Linked DNA regions of Gossypium arboreum: region 1 is linked to region 2. Evidence: chromatin contacts called from public Hi-C data. All regions are on one chromosome and are shown on one strand. Each heading gives the region's core, a stretch centred on a gene start, on an enhancer-like site or on the middle of the called end of the contact. The rest is flanking DNA. Distances are from core to core; before and after follow the strand shown. Region 1 holds the start of LOC108479762 (protein LAZ1). Region 2 holds the start of LOC108479554 (protein ALTERED PHOSPHATE STARVATION RESPONSE 1-like).

Evidence for each region. A called contact is a pair of places that touch in the nucleus more often than the background predicts.
Region 1: a contact with region 2 is called in a Hi-C map of leaf, with 4 times the contacts expected there. The contact joins the promoter of LOC108479762 here to the promoter of LOC108479554 in region 2. A contact is called at or near these places in 2 of 5 Hi-C or Micro-C datasets (both in leaf).

Annotation. Positions count from the first base shown.
Region 1 is chr12:7,386,333-7,392,220 of ASM2569848v2, forward strand. It overlaps LOC108479762 (protein LAZ1), which reads left to right and starts at 2,557. Exons shown (of 8, transcript XM_017782536.2): 1 at 2,557-3,001; 2 at 3,091-3,147; 3 at 3,861-3,969; 4 at 4,868-5,052; 5 at 5,142-5,230; 6 at 5,561-5,822. The coding sequence starts at 2,864. LOC108478523 (lysM domain-containing GPI-anchored protein 2) reads left to right here. Exons shown (of 4, transcript XM_017780985.2): 4 at 101-406. The coding sequence ends at 192.
Region 2 is chr12:7,251,983-7,258,308 of ASM2569848v2, forward strand. It overlaps LOC108479554 (protein ALTERED PHOSPHATE STARVATION RESPONSE 1-like), which reads right to left and starts at 5,030. Exons shown (of 5, transcript XR_001870477.2): 1 at 3,324-5,030; 2 at 2,912-3,123; 3 at 2,215-2,438; 4 at 1-1,002.

The sequences.
Region 1 (5,888 bases), core at 1,307-3,806, 130 kb after region 2:
CCTGTGTCTTAAATTGCAGACAGTGTCCATTATATTCTCAAGTGTTGCCTAATCTCCTCGAACCCAGAACTCACAATGTTTCTCTGTTTTGAAGGAACAGCATCCCCTCCAAGCAATGATGTCTCAAGAATCAATTCGAATTGGGACTGTCTTTTCATCTTGGTCTTGCTTGGTTTCCATTTATTCCAGTGAAATGTTAGTGCTGCCATTGAAGTCCTATGTTGATCAACATCATGATTAGATTATTGCAATGTAAAGGAATTTTATTTTTGATGATATACGGATATCAGAAATTGTTGAATTGAGTGAATAAACTCATTCACAAGCTCACTGAAAATGTCATCTCCAGAGCTTCAAAACTATTTCAAATAAAAATAGTTCATTCTAAAGTTTTTTAGTTGATAAATATGGCTGAAACAATTTATATCTCCGGCTACTTTCTCTAATGGTCCATACTCGGAAGCTTTATTTTAATTTTGATGCATTTGTTGTTCTCAACCTTTCCCTTGCTAGTGCTTTTCTGTACTTAAGAGGGTGTAGCGGTGATCACGAGCTAGGGTAAATCGGTTCATGCTGGCTATGCAAGTTATCCAACTTAATTTTTTAATTATGGGCTCGGCTCAAAACACGAGTTTATTTTCTGTCTAACCTGATCTAATTTAAGAAAGGTAAATTCGAGTCTGACTCAGTCTACTCATATTTAATTTTTAATTAATTTTTATTTAAAAATATTTTTTAAAATATAATACATTAAATGCATTAAAAAGACTAAAATAAATTTTTCTAACACATTAAAGAGCATTTATATTAAAAAAACACTACCATAAATATAATAAATATTTTATTGTATTAAATATAATTTTATATTTTGAGTTGGGTTATTTAGTTGGATAAACTTTTTTCAGGTTTTGGGTAATTGATTTAATTGTTATTGAGTTAGTAATTTAATATAATTATTTTTTCATAACAATATACATTTGGGTTGGGCCAAAAAATTTTACCCAAAACTTGACATGTATAAAAAATGAGCCTTAAATTTTACTTAAGTCTATTTTTCAGACCTCATATTTTTGTTCAAACCTCTTATATTTCAAGCGGGTCTTCAGGCATAGGCAAGTGACCCAACCCATGAGCAGGTCTAGTACACCGTCAGTATTAATAGAGTTTTTAAATGTCAAAAGTAGAATTACTATTTGACAAATGTCTTATAGAAATATAGTAAAATATTTTTTAAAAAAAAGGCACATGCTAATTTTTTGAGACTACTTGTAGAATAAAAAAAAAGTACACTATAAGTATATCAAATACTCATCCATTAATTAATGAGTTATTTTCTATTTACTAATTATTTTTAAATTGAAAATACTAAAAAATATGGATAACATTTTAATTGTTCATATTAAAATTAAAATACTGAAATGTGCCGGTTTTATAATTTATTTTCTTTTACGAAATTTTATAATTGAATTATATTTTTAATTTCTTACACCAATTTCAATCACATCCACTTGATAATAATAGGGTTTTTTAAAGAAATATTAAGGTATTGTTTGTTAGATTAAAAATTAAATATTAAAATTTTAGAAAAATTAAGTTGTCAATTTAATAAATGTAAATTTTAAATTATGAAAATTCTATTTTATATTGTTATCCTTATTTTAAAAAATTTCACCTTATTTATAATCCATAATTAATATATATATATAAGTACGAGTTTAGAAAAATTTTAAACTGAGGAGAATACATTTTATTTTTATTATATTACTAAATAATTATAATATTTAACTTAAAATTATTAATTAAAATTGAAATAAAATAAAATTTATAATAATTAAATTTTTATTAATTTATAATTAAAAATAGAAAAATGACTAAAATAAATATAATTATTTTTAGTTAAAGTTTACTTAATAAATAAATGTGATTTTATCAAGATAAGTAATTGTTAAAGTCCAAAATTTTCATTTATTTTATTATTACATATCATACATTTTCAGTTAATTTTCCGGCTCATATTTTTAGATTTTTCTTTGAATTATAAAATTTTATTTACTCTAAAATTTTAAGTATGACCAGCTGCATGATAAGTCAACTCCTTCCATCATAATTCACTATTTGTTGAATACATTAAACAAATCTATTTTATAAGCAAAATTGAATAGGTATCCTTAAAAAACATAACACACGTAGATGTATTTATGAGTCGAATCGGCTTAAACATGATATTAACATGTTTTAAGATTTTTCAAGCTTGACTTAACTTGAAAATATGAGTTTAAAATTTTATTCAAGTCTACCATATTTGCAAAAAATTAACCTAAGTTTATTTTAGACTCACCCATATTATTTTTTTAAATATTTATATTATTTTAATTTAATATTTAATAATTTTAAATATTTTCTATTTATTAAATTTTTTATATATTTACCTTAACATTATTTAAATATTTATTTAGATTAAAGATATATTATATATTTAGTATAAATTTATTTTTCATGTATTATAAACCCGAGCCTTGAATAAGCTAATTTATATTTTAAATACAACTATTTTTTTACTGCGTAATGTTTTGCCAAAAATCTATTTCAAATTTCGAGCCAAGCAAGTAACCCAACATCAACCCTCTAAAAATATGCCACAAGAAGAACCAGATTGAAAGATGCCCAGCAATAGGGGATAAAGCAGATACACGTGCAGCGTCCGTGCCTGCTTCCCCTCACCTATCGATCAAAGTCAAAGTTTTTTCTAGGGTTTTAAAATTTTCAACCCTTTGATTTTTTAACTACTTTTTCTTCTTGGCTTTTGTAAATGGAAAATAAGTTACGCTGATCGTCATCAAAGTAAAAGAAAGTTTAAAAGCTGATGAAGATTACAGATTATCTATTGGGTTATTCGCCTCCTATTTGGGCGACTTTGATAGCTGGAGTGTTTTTAGTCATTGCACTTACGCTTTCAGTGTATCTTATCTTCCAGCACCTCTCTTCATACAAGCATCCTGAGGCAAGCTTTTGTTTTCTTAGTCATTTTAATTTTTGGCTTATTCTATATTGCTTTTGTTGACTTTTTCTTGTGTGATCTTGGACTAGCAGGAGCAGAAGTTCTTGATCGGGGTTATTCTTATGGTTCCTTGCTATTCTGTAGAATCAGTGAGTTTCTTTTCATTGGATTTTCACTTATTTTCTTAGTTTAGTGGGATCTTTTGAAGCTAGAGCTAGATGTTTTATGTAGTTCATCTTAGTCTTTTGCATTAATGTTTAATAATGTAATGTTAAAATCATCAGCATGTATCTTGAGTTTTGATGAATTAAAAAATGCTCATAATTTGTTGTCCTTTGTTCCTAATTCAATTTTGATTTGTTTGGTGGAAGTTGGTATTTTAGTGATTATGGAATGTACTTGGTAAAACCACTAGCTAAATGTTTATGATCAACTCTGGAAATTTCATGCCGCTTAAATTTCTGTAGGTAAGACTCCTGAAATTGAAATATCATGCTCGATTATTTTCAAAATTTGAAGTAAATTTTCGAGATTGCTGAATATACATCTTTTATATATGTAAAATTCATTGATCTGGATATGTACATTAAGACATTTAAGTAAAATTCATTGGCATGATCTTCACCAGTGCAGAATTGCTAACATACTTGATTTGAAAGGTGTGGTTGGTTGAATTTACTTAATTTTGTGTTTGGATGAAATTTGATCCGTATTAAGCTTAGGTTACTATTTTAAGTTTCTTGTGCCGTTTAGTCTTAGGTATGGTTTGGGCAAGGTGCTTTAAACATGCTTTTCTTTGCACCATGCATCCAGTGCAATAATATGCTATATTTTGTCTTGCTAACATGGATTATGTTAACAGTTTGTATCATTGGTGGATCCATCGATTAGTGTCTATTGTTCGATTCTACGTGATTGCTATGAATCATTTGCCATGTATTGCTTTGGAAGATACCTTGTTGCTTGCTTGGGTATGTCCATTTCTAGAGCCTTGAAGTTCTAATAAAGATTTATTTCTTATTTCTGTATCAGCTTTGCCTTTTATTTCATTGAGATTACAGTTTCTGTGGTGGCATCATCTTGTTATTTGCTTTTAATAAAACCTTGAATCTGAACTTTGGGCACCCTGATATTTTTTTCCATGTCTTTGAACAGAATTTCAATGCTTTTCTTCTTCATTTCTCACTGTTTAACAATGTATGTAATCTTCTGATGTCTAACAAACCATGCTGACTCATAATGCCTCCAAGTCACTCTAGTTAAATTCTAAAAGAAAATGTGCTCTACTTTTTTTGTTTTACTCAAGCAAGGTCTAGGTCGTGATTATTTGTACCCCTCACCTTTAGCAATGATGACTTGCTCTGAAGGCTTAACAGTAAACATTTTACATGGTGGCTCTAGGCTTTTTTTCCCAGTTACTAGCCAATAACTGGTATTAATTTGAAGTTGTTTGTTCAAAGAATCTCATGCATTGAGCTATCGATGACACATGAAATAAAATGAAAAGCTTACTGTAAATATTTCATTAAAGAAAGAGGTACAAAAGAAGATTGGAATTGGACTGTTCAATACTTCTGTCTACCTGATGTACAGGCTAGTTTTTTCTTGTATTTCATACTATGGGCCTAAAATTCTAATAATAATTACTATCAAAATATTCAGAAATTGAAGCTTGTGATAGACATGCATTTGTGGAGTTTCCAAAGATCCATCATAGAGGCTATTTGTTAAATATTTCATTTTACTTTTGTCTTCTCCCTTTAATTTTATGATAGTCTTCCTTTTTCAGAGTTGAACGACTTTTACATTTGTGGCTCATGTTGAGAAAATCATTTTATTGGAATATTTCTTTCAATTTCTGCTTTTAAGGTGGGGAAGAGCGGACTATTGAATTCATGGAGAGACTAGGACATGCAAGTTCTAAAACTCCACTATTGGGACTCGATTGTGAAAAGGGAACCGTTAAACACCCCTTTCCCGTGAATTATATCCTAAGACCATGGAAACTTGGCCAATGGTTTTACCAAGTTGTCAAGTTTGGCATTGTCCAATATGTAAGGGCTTTTAGCTGGAAGAAATAAAATATTATTTTTGTTTCTTTCATTGTTTCGTTTTTTAATGTAGTTGTATTTTCTGTCTGCAGATGATAATCAAGTTATTGACTGCTCTTTTGTCACTAATTCTTGAAGCTTTTGGTGTATATTGTGAAGGAGAATTCAAATGGGGATGTGGGTAAGATAATATTAATGTAGAATGCTGCTGGTGATAATGTGGATTTTGTATGAGTTGTCTGTAGGCAAACCTTTTCTGGGTAGAACAATGTAATTTTGAATGATTGTGAATTGTATTGATGCCTGTTTTAGTTCTTCACCTACTAAGCAATAAGCCACCTTAAACCTGAATTTATGATGTTGTTTCACTTGTGAGCAGAGCAAAAGTGTTTGTTTGAAACATTCTGGTACTCTGTTGTTGCAGTAAAGTGATGAATAATCATTAGTGAAAAGTGAATTGGCTTTCTTAATGAATTTCTCATTGTCTTGTCAAATTTTCCTCTTTTTTCAGGTATCCTTATATGGCAGTGGTTCTCAATTTCAGTCAATCATGGGCTTTATACTGTCTAGTTCAATTTTATACTGTCACAAATGATGAACTGGCACACATAAAACCATTGGCCAAGTTTTTGACTTTTAAATCGATTGTGTTTTTGACTTGGTGGCAAGGTGTAGCTATTGCCCTTTTTTATGCTCTTGGTCTGTTCAGAAGCAAAATTGCTGAAGGCTTGGAGTTGAAGTCAAGTGTCCAAGACTTTATCATTTGTATAGAGGTAGATGTCTTCAACACTCTTATTTAATATTGGTTTGCAGTTATGTAATAAGGATGCTAGAATTAA
Region 2 (6,326 bases), core at 3,780-6,279:
CGATGCCATAAGCCCATCCGAAACCTACTCCTGTAAGGCAGATGATGAATCATCTAACAATTCCAAGGTTAGCTCCCATCTTATGTCTCTTCCAACTCATTCATAATCAAGTCTTCCCTGACAGTAGAGCAACCAGCCAAGTTGTATGTTTGCAGGACCCATCCAACCCAACATTGAGCTCCATTTCTGAGAGGGCAATAGACTGCCTAAACTGATCATCAGTTCCAAGGGATGCCATAGTCATTTTGTTTTAGTGGGTCCTATGATACTCTCTCATGCTCTTCAGCAATCCTTTCTTTCACACGCTGCAAAAGTTCCTCATAGACTTTGGAGGACTCGGAACTGAACTTTTCCATTGCCTCAAATATGCGTTGCAAGCCCCCCTGCAAACTACTGTTGCTAGTCTCATTCTGATATACAACATTTCCAGCTACCGAGAGACTGCTACCATCTCCAGAGACCAAAACAATTTTCTTATCTAATGCTTGGATATCTTTCTGCAACTTCTGATCCTCTCTATCCAAATTCCTAGCCTTCCTCTCTAAATCCTTATTGGCCATCATCCTCCGATGCATTTCTGACTTATCTTGTTCCCAAAGCTGGAGCACACCAGTCACTAAAACCCGCATAGAGTTGATCACCTCCCTTTCTGATATCCTATCCATTGCTTGTGACCACTGGTTACATATTACAAATATGGGTGGTGCGCCTATTCTACTAGGTGAGAAGGGAGCTACTCCATCATCAGTTACTTCTGGTTCGTAGTAAAGACATTTTAGTAGCCAATTATTCAAACCTCTTACATAACCCTTCTGGGCATCTATCCAACTTGAGAATCTTATAGTCCAACTAATAAGTTCATGCTCGAACTGCAGTGTGGCCTTAAGATGATCATCACTGAGTTTTTTGCCAGATCCAATGAGACCTAAAGTTTTGGCTTCTCTAACTACTTGACATTGATTACGATGACATTCAAGCATTGATTTCCACATTCTGTCTAACCTGGAAAAAAATACAAGGAAATGAGATAAGACTACGCAAAAAGAATTAAGAGAATAAAAATGTAAATGATAAGTCCATATTTGTTTGGAGCGAAAAGGTCTGTTAATTCAATACAATCAAGGATATGAAAACCATGAAAAAGATATGAAGTTAGCGCTGCAAAGAAAAAAACATGCAAGAGCCCCAACTGGAAAGTAATTTGACACCCAGATTTTACATTTGTGAATATGATCTCATAAAAATTATCTTTGCTTGGTTTCTTACATAAAGTGAGTTAAAGTCTCAAATATCTATTTGTGTGATATATACTGTTGGAAGGCAAATATGATATACTTAGATGAAAAGTCGCTGTCAAAATCACACTCCAGTATACTAAATAAATGCATACATCAGAAACATAGGTTTTGATATTATTGATAATATTTAATACATACTACATTTATTTAATGGAAATATTTACATAACACCAAATTAAAGTACATTTATCTCGAATTCATGTTCTCAACTACAAAAATCATAGTACTTCATTGGAAGCATATTATTTGCTAAATGTTCGTGCTAAATGTACAAAAATATAATTACTAGTTCAACCATTTATCTTCCAATTCGGGCACAGGAAGAAAAAGGTACTAAAAGAAAGAGAAAATCCTTTCAGTGAAACACTACCCCGATTAGTAAAGGCAATCTGTATACTTAAAGGGTATCTATATTGCATCTTTGGTTCAATAAAGCATCGTATAGCACATGCTTTTCTCAACTTCTAATAAGATTTCAATAGATATAGAATCTCAAGCACTAAAACTGAAACTCAAATAATTTTCCAGTCATAGTAACTAGACATTTTAGGCCAAACCCATGAACTATTTGATTCCAATGGTTCAAGAATCCACGTGAAGAGAAAGAAAAGAATGCATGATCTAACAGCATCTATCTTAACAAAAACTGTAGAAGAATCTTCTGACCAAGGGCAGGTTAGCTAACACCTTTCTTTTTCATTATTTGATCCCTCATACTCTTTAAAGACCTCACATGCCAGCATGCAGCATTGACATTCACCTCTCATTGCTAGCAAGGGCAAGAGACCCGTAAAACTGGTAAAACTGTTAAAGCAATGTCATCATGCAACCAATAAAGGCAGCTTTAAGTAATCTCATCAAAGATGCTAATTAAAGAAATCAAATACTAAGAACACTCAAATGGAAATAATCTGACCCTTCAATCAGTTCATTTAGCAGTGGCCATAGTTCCTCATCCCTGATCTTATTAATTGTCACAGATATCTTGTCAACAACTTGAATTGCTATTCTTATCTTCGTGGACAGACCCCTGATTGTATTCCGGGTTGACTCAATTTTATTAGCTTCAGCACCCCTTTGATCTAGTCGCCTTAACTTGTGAGATTTCCTGTCGTAAGCTACCCGCATCTTCTCCTCAGCCTGAAGATCAGAAACTTCTAGTTAGAATGATAAGAATGGTTACAGAACCACTAAAAGAAATGCCCAACATCTCTTCATTCCAGAGTATAACTAAAACATTGTAGTTCCACTAGAAACCAAGTTATGATGATGACAAGGTATTTCTAAAATGGTACAGAAACAACATAAATTGAATAAAAGCCACTATTATGCTATCCATGAAAAAGCATAAAATCAACACCATCAAGCCCTTTAAAGGTAAATATCTCAGAGCAGCAACTTTCAGAGAAACAATTCCTTAAATGAGATATAAATAAAATTAGTGTAAAACATAATAGATAATGAAACATATTCTAACATAATACACTAAATTAAAAACGAACCAAATGTGAAACCACTACTTATAATCATGAATCAATTAGACCATACAGCAACTCGAGATAATCATGAATCTAAAACTGTAAAGAGAAGGCTTGGACAGAAGCACAATATACCTTTACTTCATTGTAGAGCTTCTTTTCCCAAAGATGCAACTTCTGCAAAGTAGCGGAAAGGTTTTTCGTTTTCCTGGCCATTTCTTCATTGATTTCTAGAAAAGCTGGATCAGTGTTGTCAGCAGACGAAGAAGACTCGCCAGTCTGAGAAGTAGATGGCTGAGATGGTACTACAGATAACGAAGGAGTAACTACATGCAAAATCTTGGAAACTGCTCCACAAACATACCAAATCCCACAGTTAGTATGACTCGCAGAAAACCAACAGTTGGACAAAAAAAAAAGGTCCAATCTAATGAAGTATCAGTACTTGTGAAATCACAGATATTGAATATCCACAAAATTCTTACTCGCCAAGTGAAAGGACAAATAAATGACACAATAATCCCATGAAAAGAATGAAAATCCATACCATGTTTGCGGTGATGAGGAAGTGTTCCAACCTCAAGCAGCTTGGCAATTTCAGTCCCCGACTCGGCAGCTCTCACAAACTGAACCTGTATCTCTCTAATCACCTCAAAAACATCCTTTGGAGCGCCCCTTGACCCGGTACCACGCTCCTCAGCCCTCTCATCATCCACCACTTTCTTATCCACCACATGAACCTCATATTCCACCCTATCATTTTCAATCCCAACACTCGGCCGTGTCTGATAAAGCGAAGCCTCTGACTCACTAGCAGCAACTTTCCCATCCTCATCTTTAACTGGGGGCTTGGAATAACCACCGCTATCAACAAACTTCTGGTCTCCATGCACTTCTTTAACTACTTCATGTTGATAATCCTCATCTTCCAACTCAGGGATCCCTTCCTCTTCTCTAACTTCTCTTGAATTCCTAGCCGGCGTAAACGGAGGATAATAGCTTTCATAGCTCTCGAAAGGGTTCAAGAAATCCCAAGCTGAAGGTCTCGGAGGCGAAGGTGGAGGCGGTGGTGGTTTCGAGGATGACCCCGCCATCGGTTGCAGTGAAGACTCATAACCAGGCGCCGAATAAGAAGAATAATTACTAAAACCACCGTAATTGGGGTAACCTTGATAAGGGTATGAACTAGAACTAGGATTATTGTTACTCATATAAGAGTGAGGATAATAAGAAGAAGATGAAGATTCACCCATATAAACAGTCTCCGGATTCATAGGCCTTTGTTCATAAACAATCGAAGGTGTTGGTTGCTTCCTCATAAAATTCATATGCATAAATCCGCCGGGAAAAGACCCAGATTCAAGAGGTCCATAATTGGGATAGTTTGGGTGCATATACTCTATATGACCCCCACCATCGTCGTGCAAAGGCGAAGAATGGTCTGAATGGTGCAAAGAGCCGCCGGAGTCATCTTCATCCGAATCGGAATGGAAGTGAAGATGAGAACCAGAATTGGAATGGGAATGGTGATGACCTTTCTTGGGAGAACTTGGGCCAACGGCAATTGGATCCACGGCTTTGCTTTTAAGTTTATTGGGCGACGGAGGAGGAGGAGGTAGCGCCCCTGAAGAAGTTCCAAAATCATGCTCCACGAAATTATTCAAAGACTGACCAAATGACTTTAAAGACGCAGTGTAAGCAACATGAGCTTCGGCTAGAGCAAAACGTTGTCGAATCGCTTCGTCTAAAAAGGCACATCTTTCCCGACAAAGAGCAACTGCCGGAAGATCATCTAACTTTGAACTAGAACATCCCATAATAACCCCTCCTAATAATTGAAGAAAAAAGGAAGTGGTTTTTAGATGAAGAAAACAGAAAACATGTTAAAAGTGAATGTTGGTGGGGAAAATTTTAGGGTAAGAGAAAGGAAGGAAGAGAATGAAGGAATCTTTGCCAGCACGGAGTGTGTCGTCGTGTTGTAGCAGAAAGTAGAAAGAAGAGAGAGAAACAAACTCTTCTCCAACACCAACGCTAACAGTGCTTTTGCTTTGTGCGTTCGGTGTTAGTATTAGAAATTAAATTGCAATAAAAAAAATTTAACTTTTTGGAACACTGTAAGTAAATTTCATTTGGTTCTAAAAAGAAAAGGGGGCATTTTTTCTATTTTTGAGAGCTGAGAGAAAGGGAATGAAAAACTGAGAAATGTTGTTTGGTTTGACAGAAACTTTGACGCCTCCTATCGCTTTGAAATCATGACGTTATTCTTTTTAACACCTTTACTCTTCCATAAATACCCTTTTTTATTTTTTTTTAAATAATAAATCTACAACCATCGTTATTTAATAGGTTAAAATCCCTCAATTCTTTAAAATTTTAGAATTATTTTTATTTTTAAGAATTTAATTAGTTTATTTCTAAATTTTTAATTTAAATTTAAATTATAATATACTTAAAATATAAAATGCTTAATGGGTCGATTAATGAGGTTCGCCGCTCATCCCTTCATGAACTCCTCCACCTAAAAATGTTTCTTATTTTTCATGATTTTAGATAATATTATATATATCCAATATAGTCAAGAAAACGTACTAAATTTAAACCTTTTCAAAAAAAAAAGGCAATTTGATTTTTTTTAAAACACATTCTAAGAATTGATTTTGTTTTAAGAAAAACACATCCAAAGAATTGACAATTTCTTTTTAAAAGTAAGAATTGACAATAAATGGTTAATATTTGAGAAAAATCATATTGAGAAAATGTGATAAACATTTCGTTAAAACTGTAGCTAGATAGAAAATAAAATAAAAAAATAGGATGTGGCGACTCTAGCGTATTTATATAAGAAGCTATGTAGGGCAACTTGAGGATAGATTAACAAAACAAATAATTATTGTCTGCTTCTACAAACATTGGCATGGATACGGGTGTCGTGGCTAACATCCATCCATTCTCAACCGTAACAGTTCCCTCCTAATAGAAGGTAAAAATATAATAGTATATAATATCTTAAAATGTATTCAATTATCTATATTTATAATCCTCTATTTTATTCAACCTTTTAATAAATTTAGGGTCACTTGGATCATAAATGTTATACAAAAGAACTAATTTGGTTGTGACAAGAAATCAATCAACGAGTTAGTGAAAAGTTGTGTTGATGATGTATTTACATTCAATGTAATTCATTATTTTTGTTAAATAATGTAATGAATTATTCTTGTTAAAGAATGTATTTGTATTTGTATATATTTGATGTGTTATATGGATGCTATACTTAAACAACGCAGTGTTTGATATTATACCCAAGACAACTTTCAAGCAATATGCATTCTTCAAGACATGGATGCCTATCATTTGTGTCTACATTGGACTAATAGTTTCCTAACAGGCTGAAATGACAATTTGGCAATTTGGGTCCATGCAAGGTATTTTAGACGATAGTCATCCATATATAGTGATCTAGTTATGCTCTGATCACAAATGCAAATCTAAAGGATGATAGTCATCCATATTTTAATGGCCTAATGTGCAATGTACTTGAAAAATCTAG